2 separate regions of the Zea mays genome follow, and region 2 is linked to region 1. Evidence: chromatin contacts called from public Hi-C data. All regions are on one chromosome and are shown on one strand. The core of a region is the stretch at or near the end of the contact, and the rest is flanking DNA. Distances in the headings are between cores, read along the strand shown. Region 1 overlaps LOC100274365 (Ribulose-phosphate 3-epimerase). Region 2 holds the start of LOC103631773 (50S ribosomal protein L18, chloroplastic-like).

Region 1 (5,579 bases), core at 1,392-3,891:
TTTCTGCTGTATTTTTAAATCTGCAGGTGATTCACAAGTCGGATTGAGCTCAAAATTTGGGGAGATCTTGGAAACGTATTTTTTCAATTGTGTGTAAAATTTCATCTCAATCGGAGTTCGTTTGGTTCAGTTTTGAATTCAAGAACATGATTTCGTACTGCTGAAAACAACACTTGTTGACGATACTGTATTGGTCCGTTTTGGACTTTTTGGTGTCTGATTTGCGATCCGTTTGTTTTGCTGGTCTCATGTGAGTATTAGGAACGTTTTGTAATCATGAGATCACTCGTTCGCTGATGCGTTCGTGGTTTGAGCACTTGCTTCATCTCAATTGAAGTGAATTGTTCATTTTCAGTGTTTGAAAGTAAAATCCGATTGGCTCTCATTCATCTCCTCTGGTTGCCTTACCGGTCCTACACGTCTTCTCGGTCCTCTCCTCAATGATAACCTACCACTTATCCATATTTCCACTGGTAGCTTGGGCTAGGAAGCGTATAGATAAACTTCGCAGATCCTTCCTATGGAAGGGAGAGGAACAAGCAAACACAGGTCACTGTCTAGTCAACTAGCCTACAGTGAGCAGACCAAAGAATTTGGGCGGCGTGGGAGTTCTTGACCTCGACAAATTTAGTCGGGCCCTCCGCCTTCGGTGGCATTGGTAGGAGTGGACCATTGAAGAGAAGCCCTGGGTTGGTCTGCAAGTGCCTTGTAACAATGTAGCCAACCTTCTATTTCGGGCTTCCACCTCAGTAGCACTTGGCAACGACATAAAGGGAAGGTTTTGGCATCATAGTTGGTTGGATGGACACCTCTTTGAACTAGTGAAGAGGAAGAACAAATCAGTTGCACAAGAGCTTTCCAACAATGCTTGGATAGAGGCCCACAGGAACAAAGTTACAACATCCACGTAAATTGAGGAATTTGTTTCGCTCAGGATTAGAATCTAGAATAATTCACTTTTAGCCAGAGGTTGCTGACTCCATCACATGGAAATGGATCCCGGATGGAATTTTTTCTACCAGCTTAGCCTATAGAGCCCAGTTCCTAGGCTCTCACAGGCGCCACAAGGTCAGCCACATCTGGACAGCAAGATCTGAGAATAAATGTAAACTATTTGCATGGATTCTTATCCAAAATAAGCTGCTCACGGCCGACAACCTCACATGTCGTGGCTGACAGCACAAAACCTCTTAGTGCCCGTTTGTTTCCTTTTATTTTGAGGATTTGGAATCTTACTATTGTAATAGACTATTTTTTTAGAATGTGACATTCCATCACTTTCCAAAGTTACCATATAAGGCTATCTCCAGCAACGTCCTCTAAATTTTATCCCCTAAAGGAATATTCTCTGTCCTTTACAGAACTCTCTAAAAGATTCCATTCTCTATATCTAGACTTTCTCCAGCAACGGCCTCTAAATTTTATCCTCTATATCTTATTCTCTATTTTTTCTAACTGTTTTAATAAAATGTTAACAACTGTTTGTATGTCATGTTCAAATAAAAAAAAGCAGTCATAATTATTTTAAGGTAATCACGGTAGTTCTTGGTCTCCCAGCCACCACCTGCGGCCATACGTCGAGTAACTTGGATGCACACCTCCCAGCCACCACCTGTTGCGGCCGCGAGACGAGGATCGAGTGTTGCCAGCAGCTTCGCCGTCGTCGAAGCCGAAGACCACAAAGAAGGTGCAGCACCCGATGGGAAGTTTCTGTTTACGCGGGAGCGAACACAGGAAGCAGGACAGAGTAAACAGTGGATAGCGAGTGGTAGCGGAGTCCCCACATTTGCCGGATCACAAACGTACTCTATAATTTACCGAAGGTTATACCGGGTGTTGCTGGAGACGTAGCGAACAGATTCATCCAGTATATTTAGCGTAGAGGACGCTTTACCGGCCCTTGTTGGAGCCAGTCTAAGGCTATCTCAAATTCATGAGGTGAGAGATTGAAATTGATTCTATAGATTTACATGATATTTTTCCGATTTACAACTTATAGCACACTCTTATACTTGTTTCGTTATAACATGAATGTAGTATATAAGTATCTCTCTCATATGATTTAAGATAATATACAAATATATTACATATATAAATATATGAACTTAATTAGTTTTATCTAAATTATAATTATTAAAATGGAATTAAATTCCAACCAAACAAACGGGGCCTTACTCACTTTGCCATGGGCCTCTAGAAAGTGTACTCCATCTTTGTTTGCAGCGCCCCTTCGCTCAGGAAGCCTAGAATCGAATTCTCAATGGGTAAGGATTGACAATGCCACAACAAGCAAACCCATCAAACTTCGATAGCATTAGTGAGTGCTGGGAATCGAGGGCTTCTCACATCACGAGAGACCGCAATAGAGAATTCAATGGAACTGTGATCTACACCATGTGGAATACCTGGAAAGAGCACAACCAAAGGATCTTTGAGCATAACTCATTATCGGTGATGCAGGAGGCAGAGAAAATTAAAGTCTTTCACTCTTCAGGAGCGCTGCTATCCATTAGCAGCTAGGTCTGGTGTTTAGTCTCCAGTTGTATCTAGGCTCCTGCTGGTCTATTTCTTCTAGTCTCACCCAACAGGAGGGGAAACAGATCCTGTAGTATTGCCCCCGTAGTTGAGTCACTGACGTTTGGACCCACACGTCAATGACTCAACAAGAGGCAGTACTGCAGAGGATCTCGTTCCACAGGAGGTGTACTCCTGATGAGTGTCTGTTTTTTTATACCCTCTTTACCGCTTTAAGAAAGGCAGAGCTCCTGCCATTTTTCAAAAAAAAAATGTGCAAAGTTCCAGACAGTTTTAAGGTAAATTCCAATCATGTACAAGGGCTTCAGACTCAGTCAGATGCCGATGTACAAACATGTTACATTCGTGTGCTGCTGTGCTTTTTTTTAGGAAAGCCATACGACGCACTTTATTGATTATCAAACATGTTACATCGTTTACCAGTCTGAAGAATAACACCAGAGGGTTCATCGACCCCAAATACAGTTTCCTTTCAAGAGAGAGCTACTCTGCTAGTTCATGTGCCACCTGTGCGTTTGTAAATTGGACACAGCATTCTGGGAGCAGTGCACGGCATCCTCGTGAAAAATGAGAAGAAAAAAAAGGATATTTCTTCACTGCCTCCGTCTCCTTTCATCTCCGGTATACGTATAGCTGGACAAGACACACATCTATACAGATCGCATCACTGGTAAACTTGCACAGAGTAAATGATTACACGTCCAGCTCTTTATGCGGCTACAGCTAGAGGTCTTTGGCTGGTCTTTATTCCTTTGATAGCTGCAGAATCGCAAGAGGATCGTCAATAAAAACTTTCGTAGTCGCTGACAACCTATATTGAATTTCAAATTTAGAGCATGAATGACACTGAGAAGAAACCATGCCTTCAGCGTAGTCTGGAGCCCCAAAAACTGCAGAACCTGCGACAATGGCATTTGCGCCAGCTTCAATAACCTGTCATTTAAAGGGAAAAAATATTAGCACCTAAACCTAACTGGACTAGAAGATTAGTTCAGGATTGTTAAATACAAGTGCCATATAAGATAGGTTAAAGTTAAATGCCAGCATGGAAAATATCTAAACATGTCACCTTGTAGGCATTTTTCGGACCAACACCACCATCAACCTCAATCCAGGGGTTCACTCCCTACCAAAAAAAAAGAAGAAATTAACACTTCAATGCTTTGAACGTAAGGGATTCAGGGCAGTGAGTGAGAATACTTGAAAGGGAACAAGGGGATATACCTTCTCTGCACATAACCTTCTCAGTTCTGCAATTTTCTTTACTTGACTCTCGATAAAGCTCTGGCCACCAAACCCAGGATTCACAGACATAATCAGCACCAGGTCAACAACTGCATGGAAAAAAAGTGAGGTGTTGTAATTAGAATGTCAGGACATGTGAGCCTATCATGTTACTGATGAATTGATGAGAAAAGTAGTCAAATGTATGCTCAAGCAATTTCAAATATTTTAATGCAGACTTCAAGACTACATGCTGCGTAGCCAAGAAAGTCAAGGGTGCCATTGGTCAAAAATGTCAAAAATTATCACAAGCAGCAGCACAATTTGCCTCAATGGTCATGCTGGTATAAAAAACCAACATCACTGGTTGAATACCAGGAGGGAGCAGCCTGATTGATGCTTCACATTCCTACTCTGAACGGAGTATGTACTTGCTCCAACATCAACTCTCAACAGTCATCATTTACTATCAGTTACCAACTAGGCAACTACTTGCTACAAAAGTATACATTGCACTCATGAATATAGCATAAGGCTTTTGGAAACTAATCCGGCAATAATAGACATTCCAAACCTGGTACGGTAACATCAACAGATTTTCTGAACAGATGTCCACTTTCAAGATACCATATAAGCTGAAATTAGCATCATGATCTTACCATCAAGAACGTAATCAATTGCAGTGAGTGGAGTCGCTGGATTCAAAACAACTCCTGCCTTTGCTCCTAGACTTTTAATCTGATAAATAATGGAAAGATAACTCAGTTCCAATTCAGAGCATGCCACAAAGATAAAAGACAACAGTACACCCCAATGGTTGGGACATTCAAAGATCTCCACAGGAACTTGGTGGGCCAAATAATCCTAAATTGAAACTAAGTACATCTAGGAATGTGCTTGGTTGTAGGTCTAACACTAGCAAGTAGCAAATGTGCTCCTATAGCTATTGTTGGAGCCCAGTAATCAGTAATAGTTCAGCCTCAGAAAACAAACAAACACACACAAAGACAAACGCTCATTATGTAATAGTCCATGATTAGCTAAATCCTAAATGAACAAAATACATTGAAGGGTTTAATCAAAATATTCATTGAAGCCATTTGTGTTGTTGTCATGTACGGCCGCACTTACAGGCGCCGTCGTGACGCCAGGAGGGCTGCAGATCGCGCAGCCAAGGCAGGCGCCACAATCAGTGACTAAGTTTAGAAAGATCTGGAGAACAGAGCCACAAAACAAGTAATGCGGACTCTGAGAGTCATCACAGAGAATGCAAGCATCAACCAGCAAGCTGTTAAGGATTATGAGAATCTTTTTCAGCATCCTTTAACTCAAAGTCATGTTGAAGCGTTAGCGGCTCTCTTTGGATGGGAGACTCCGGGGAATCTCTTCCCGTAGTGTGTTTTTCTTTCTGGGTTGTAATTTATAATTGTTGTAATGGATCCTAGCAAAATTATATGTTGGAATGTGAGAGGTTTAAATTCAGCTGATCGTCAAAATTCAGTCCGGAATCTAGTTCTGTCCTCTAAAGCTGATGTGGTCTGTCTCCAGGAAACTAAAATGACTGTCATTTCTACAAGAACCATTCTTGCAGCCTTGGGTTCGGATTTCTGCCAGTTCTCCTTTCTACCATCTTGTGGTGCTAGTGGTGGTGTGCTGGTTGCTTGGAAGCGTCATCTGGGAGTGACTGGGTTGTCTAGGATTGACAGATACAGCATTTCAATCCAATTCTGCAATGCGCATAATCGCTGTTGGTGGTTAACTTGTGTTTATGGTCCTCAAAGTAACAGTGATAAGATGTTGTTTCTTCAAGAACTGAGAGA
Region 2 (5,543 bases), core at 2,945-5,444, 170 kb before region 1:
CTGGAGCCAAGCAACATTAGTGTTAACTGTAAGTATAAGCTTCTGCACCCATGGATCGTTCACCTCATTTTCCCCATATTCAGTATCATCCAACTCATAACTGACAGTAGCAACAGTGTCAAGGACTGGACGAATGCGTGGTACCACAGATGCCACCAAATGCTCCAGTGCAGAATGAAGGATCTTCTTAAATGAAGCACTGACCTCTCCTAGCTCTGATAAACAGGACTTGATCTTCTCTCGATCAGCTGGAGTATGAAAAACCTATTGAACAGACACAAATCAGTAGAGTTTATATCAATCATGTTGATATGGCAATCAAATCACTATTCACTAGTTACTAATGACACCATTATGTCATATGAGTCACACTCAAGTAAATATTGTACCCTAATTGTGACTAATAAACCCTATGATCCTTCAGGACTTCCAGTTAAGCTAACAATAGATTCTCTGTCAACAGAAGGTTTCTTAGAACCATCAGGGCAAGTACATGGTCCCATAGGCCGTCTCATACAAAGCCACGTAGGATTTTTTTATGATGCGGATGAGAAGAGGGAGGTGAGAGAAAGATGACGTTTCATGAAACAACAACCTCATAAACTAAAATTTTAGGACTATGAGACTGCTTCAGCAACATTGTATGCCTTGTTGCCATGAAACTCAAAACATTCATTTTGGTCTATACACAAACTAAGTAAATAAATGTTCCTACAAGAAGTCAACTCAAGATTACATGGCACTGCCTGAGACCACCTATTAGACAACACCAATATACTTGCCCTTAGTCTTAGTCCATTACAAATTATAGGAGAGCATAGAGGAACAAAAATCAACTGACCAAAATCAGACGTGAACTTTTGCTCTAAACCTCAGCAAACCAAAGTTATGTTAAACAATGTAGCCAAATTCAAGGTATATTGGAACACAGGATTTTTCCCCCCAACTCTATTGTTGTGTTTTTCCTGTGAAATTGAACAGATTCTTGTGAAATTCATGCATTCCAACGGGCCTGGGCACTATATAGGAATTTGGTATAAGGTTCAAGAATCTATCCAATAGATGCAAATGAAGATGCTCAAGTGTTGTTATTGTAGTCCTGCAGATATTTTTACAATTTTAGTCACATATAGGGATGCATGTTTTGCTGGCTAGACCATGTAAATTGTATAGACTAGTTTGTTATCTGTGTACCATACAGTACATGCTGTTACAAGCCTATGATTCATTTGCCTCATTTCAAGATCTATTTTCAAAAAGTATTTCAGATAAATGTAAACAAGCTTCATTTTTGGCACACTGTTTTAAATACTGCTCAATAAAAGTTTAAGGTGGTCCTGATGCATATCTTGCTTGCCAGTGGCATTCTGTACATTATTCTTCTTGCAAGATTACTCATAAGCAAGCTGCTCTATTCACTAGATCACAGGTTCCCACAGACAAGAACACTAAATTATTAGAGTATATTTAGTAGATAGTCTAGATATTGTGTTTCATAGGCTGCCATATGTACCTGTTGGTTGCCTTATCTCTTACGTCATGTACTCTATATAAACTGTGTAAGGGCTCAATGCAAGACATCATCTTTTGCTGCAGCATATACCTTTTCCTAACATGGATCAACCATACATTCCACACTTCACGCATCATTTGTCATTACTGTCGGTTCTACATAGTAAATTTAGTGATTTAGTTTGCAAAATTGTTTATCAGGCACCAAGTTTAACGGTTTTGCTATGACAAACTCAAAAGACAGTTCCTATGACAGGAGTGACCATAAAGCAGTATACAAAATGCTGCTATCAGCGTGTGTAACATAATGCTGTCCTACTTAGAAAGTTGCTAGTTCCATCATTTACTTCTAACAATTTGGTATTTTCCAGATGACAAATAGTCAAATACATTAGGTTAAGCAATCATTTCTCATTAGCATGATAGAATTAAGCAATGCCAAACTAATTTTACTAAGACAATGAAACACATTATTTGTGAGTTATGAGATTCTCTATTACATAAGATGCATAGAGATCAAATGACAGCGGCGGCGGCGGCACACAGGAGACACTATCACCAACTCACATGGATAGTTATTGATAAACGTAGGTGTACACGGCTAGACAAATATGTAAGCCAAATGATTTATCACTGCCATAAAAAGTTTTAGGTTTCTGAAATTTACTCTATTACGATCAACTAATTTTCATAGAATGCTAAAACATTGTGAACACCTTCGTTTTAAATCAAACAATCTGCAATTAAGAACACATTATATAACTGCAGAAATGCACATATCCATAAATTGAACTGATGAAATGCATATATGGCATAATTGTTAAAACATATCCCACTTTAGGCTTAAACAAATGCATATAATCAAAGAATACTAGACTCACCTCCACGCAGAGCTCCTCAATCTCATGACGGAGCTTCAGAACATACTCAGAGCTAATGTCAATGTTGTTCAGTGCAGTCGCAATCTCCTCACCTGTCTTCTGCACTCCAACACCACCAAGGAAGAGCTTTGCACCCAAATTTGGCTCCCGCATCCTCCACTGTAGTGCCTCCTGATACTCATTGCTTAGAAGGCTCATTGCCCCACCAAGCACAGCAAGAACAGAGTTTATGCTTGCAGTGGAAGCAGCCCGGCGGCAGCAACTCTGCAGTACAAAGAATACATCATCCACCATAGACGTTGTGAGACCATCTGATATGGGCTCATCAATCCGTATGGCTTTCCTCACATTCTCCACCATGAAAAACTCCTCAAAGATCACATAGAACCCAGTCAGATCCTGCTCCGTTTTATAGAAGTTACCATTACGGAAGGCCTTCATCGCCCGCGGCCCAAGCTCAGGCTTGACATCTCTCAATCCACGGATCTTGTTCACCATAAATTCAGTGTAGTCCTCACCAAGCTGGGTCAACGCAAGAATCTCCTCAAGATAAAGCTCAATTTCCCTGGGATCAGGCCCTTCACTACCTCCAGCAGCACTGGCCATGGAACCCATGACCGAAAGGAGGTTCTTTGTATAGGAGTTTATATCCGATGCAAGTCGTGCAAGCTTCCTGTAATCAGCATAACGGCGTAGTATCTGGGTGCCCCGCGAATCACACTCCTCCTGCAGCTCAATGATGGCATAAGCAACACCATCGTCTCCCCTGAGCTCACGAAGCACAGCATCATTCTCCTCAACAGCGAGCACAATGTCCTTAAAGAGACGGGTGAGGCAGCCAACAAAATCCGGCCGCTCAGAGGTCGGCTGGGTCGCGGAGGTCAGCTCCGCGAGGTGCTCAAAGTCTGCGCGGGCACGCAGAGCGACAACCTTCTTCAGGTAGGCGACGTAGACCTGGAGTCCTTCATCAGCGAGTCCGAGCAGTGGGAATAGGCGGACGAGGCGAAGCACAGCAGGATGGTCCTGTGCATCAACGACCGCCGCTAGCCTCCGACGCGCGAGCCCCTCGAGGCGACGTTTCATGTCAAGCAGATCGCGGCGGAGATCGTCGTCGGTGGGGAACCGAGCGTCGATAGCGAGGAATTCGTGCACGGCGGTGGCGGCGGCGGCGAGGTCGTCGGCGGCCAAGGCCCGCCGCGCGGCTTCGAGCGCGCGAGAACGATCGAGCGCGGCCTCGGCACGTGCCAGCGCAGCGTCCGCCCTGGAGTGCGCCGCGTCGAGATGGCGGACGCGGGACGAGAGCGCGTCGGCGAGCGCCGCGGTGGTGGAGGAGGATTCCTTAAGCGCGGCGGCGTCGGAAGCCGCGAGCGAGAGCAGAGGCGGGGCAGAGCGGAGGAGCGAAGCAGCGGCGCGGTCGAGGTCAGCACGGCGGGCGAGGAGAGCGTCGAGACGGGCGTCGAGCCCGCGCTGGTAGGCCACGCACTCGTGGAGGAGGCGGGTGGCGGCACCCGCGTCGGTGAGGACTCGGAGCGCGGCGAGGGAGGCCGGGTCGCCGAAGTCGAGGGATGGTGGCACGTCAGCGGACGAGGGGTCCGGGGCCACAATGGCATCCGGTCGGCGCGGGGACCGCGGGGCGGGAGAGGGCACCGCCATGGCCGCGGACCGCGGCGTCGGTGCAGATCGGCAAGATCTCGGAGTCCGGGGGAGAAGACGAGACTCGAGAGGGTTGGGCTGTGGACCGTTGGACACCGAGAAGACCAGATCTCGGAGTGCTTCTCTCTCTCTTCTTTTTTTCAGGGCAAGGGCGACGGTGCGGTGCGGAGTGTGCGGGCGCTGCGGCTGGTGCCTGGTGGGGAAAAAAATTTGCTGCAGCCCGGCTGCAAACTAGGCTGTTTGCAGCCCCTCACAAAAATGAGGATAGGCCCCACCTGTAGGCCAATAACACAACTAAAACGTTATCTAGTAGACTTGCAGGTGAGGTCTATCCTCTTTTTTGTTAGGGGCTGCAAACAGCCTGGTTTGTAACCGGGCTGCAACAAATTTTTTTCCCCTGGTGGTGGTGGGGTAAAACGGAATGGTAAACTGAAGCCAACTGCCAACCCAACGAAGGCCAGAACTGCGCGCGCGGAACCTGTTCGACGAATTGGCGCACTGGCTATGGCGCTGCTACGCGCCGCGCTAGCCCAGCCGTTATCGCCGCGCCCCGCGCTCCCGGTCCGCCACCCTCCGACCTCGCTGACAGGCTCCAGGTTTATCCTCGACTTCTCGCTTCCGCCACATCCAGGTGAGCAGAGCCACCGCATACACGCTGTTCCGCGCTCGCTAGCTCGGCGACGCCCACGCGCGCTCTTATCTCTGTCTGACGCGTGCAGGCCCCGGCGCGCCCCGGCGCGAGTACCCCAGGATCGAGGCGACGGCGAGGCGAGGCGCGCGAACTGAGAGCGCCAAGGTCAGGAACCGTCGGCTGCAGAAGAAGGTACGTTCCGGTGCTCCACCTGGTTCTCAAATTTCAGGATAAGGCCAGCTACCAGGCAGCCGGTGTAACCAAACCGCCGTTCCGCCGACTCTCGCTGTATGCAGTTCAACGGCACGGCGACGAAGCCCAGACTCTCGGTGTTCTGCTCCAACCGGCAGCTCTACGCTGTGCTCGCCGACGACCACAACAAGAAGATCCTCTTCTATGGCAGCACGCTGCAGAAGTCCATCTGCGGCGACCCGCCCTGTGGCACCGTGGTAAGCCGCCGCCGTCGTCTTCTCCATCTGGAATTTGGTTTGTATTCCGGCGGGACTCTTGAGCTTGAGTTCGCCTCGCCGGCTCGCCCTGCACAGGAGGCTGCCCGGAAGGTCGGGGAGGAGCTCGTCAGGGTGTGCAACGAGTTGGGCATCTCCGAGGTCTCCTACGACCGCAACGGCTTTGCTCGAGGCGACAAGATGATGGCGTTCGAGGTTCCGGTCTCACAGCACGGGTTCCTGCCAAGATAGGCTGCAACTGTAGTGTCGCCCCCAGAAAGGAGGCACCAGGGCTTGCATTGACAGTTCTCAGGAGACAGGGAAGTTGGTCACATTCCATGCGGATTCTGTATTCTGTATTCTGTATGATCCATCAGTCCTTGATCAACAGGCAGTTCATATTTCACTAACAAGGACAGT

Evidence for each region. A called contact is a pair of places that touch in the nucleus more often than the background predicts.
Region 2: a contact with region 1 is called in a Hi-C map of ear, with 2.0 times the contacts expected there. The contact joins the promoter of LOC103631773 here to the enhancer-like site in region 1. A contact is called at or near these places in 2 of 25 Hi-C or Micro-C datasets (ear and tassel) and 1 of 3 datasets of contacts at active chromatin or transcription factors (leaf).

What each region holds. Positions count from the first base shown.
Region 1 is chr1:14,738,828-14,744,406 of Zm-B73-REFERENCE-NAM-5.0, reverse strand. It overlaps LOC100274365 (Ribulose-phosphate 3-epimerase), which reads right to left. Exons shown (of 9, transcript NM_001148725.1): 5 at 4,419-4,497; 6 at 3,760-3,869; 7 at 3,605-3,661; 8 at 3,399-3,468; 9 at 2,903-3,294. The coding sequence ends at 3,245. Among protein-coding and RNA genes, the nearest start is that of LOC100274365, 15 kb to the right of the region's middle. Within about 2 kb of position 2,641, at least 11 of the 20 cell types and tissues checked have an H3K27ac peak or open chromatin away from gene starts, as enhancers often do. A contact at or near this core is called in ear and leaf, where this site is marked.
Region 2 is chr1:14,907,450-14,912,992 of Zm-B73-REFERENCE-NAM-5.0, reverse strand. LOC103631773 (50S ribosomal protein L18, chloroplastic-like) reads left to right here and starts at 4,194. Exons shown (of 4, transcript XM_008653247.4): 1 at 4,194-4,677; 2 at 4,766-4,869; 3 at 4,974-5,126; 4 at 5,223-5,543. The coding sequence starts at 4,551. The coding sequence ends at 5,375. LOC103631772 (conserved oligomeric Golgi complex subunit 4) reads right to left here and starts at 4,300. Exons shown (of 2, transcript XM_008653243.3): 1 at 2,394-4,300; 2 at 1-264. The coding sequence starts at 4,046.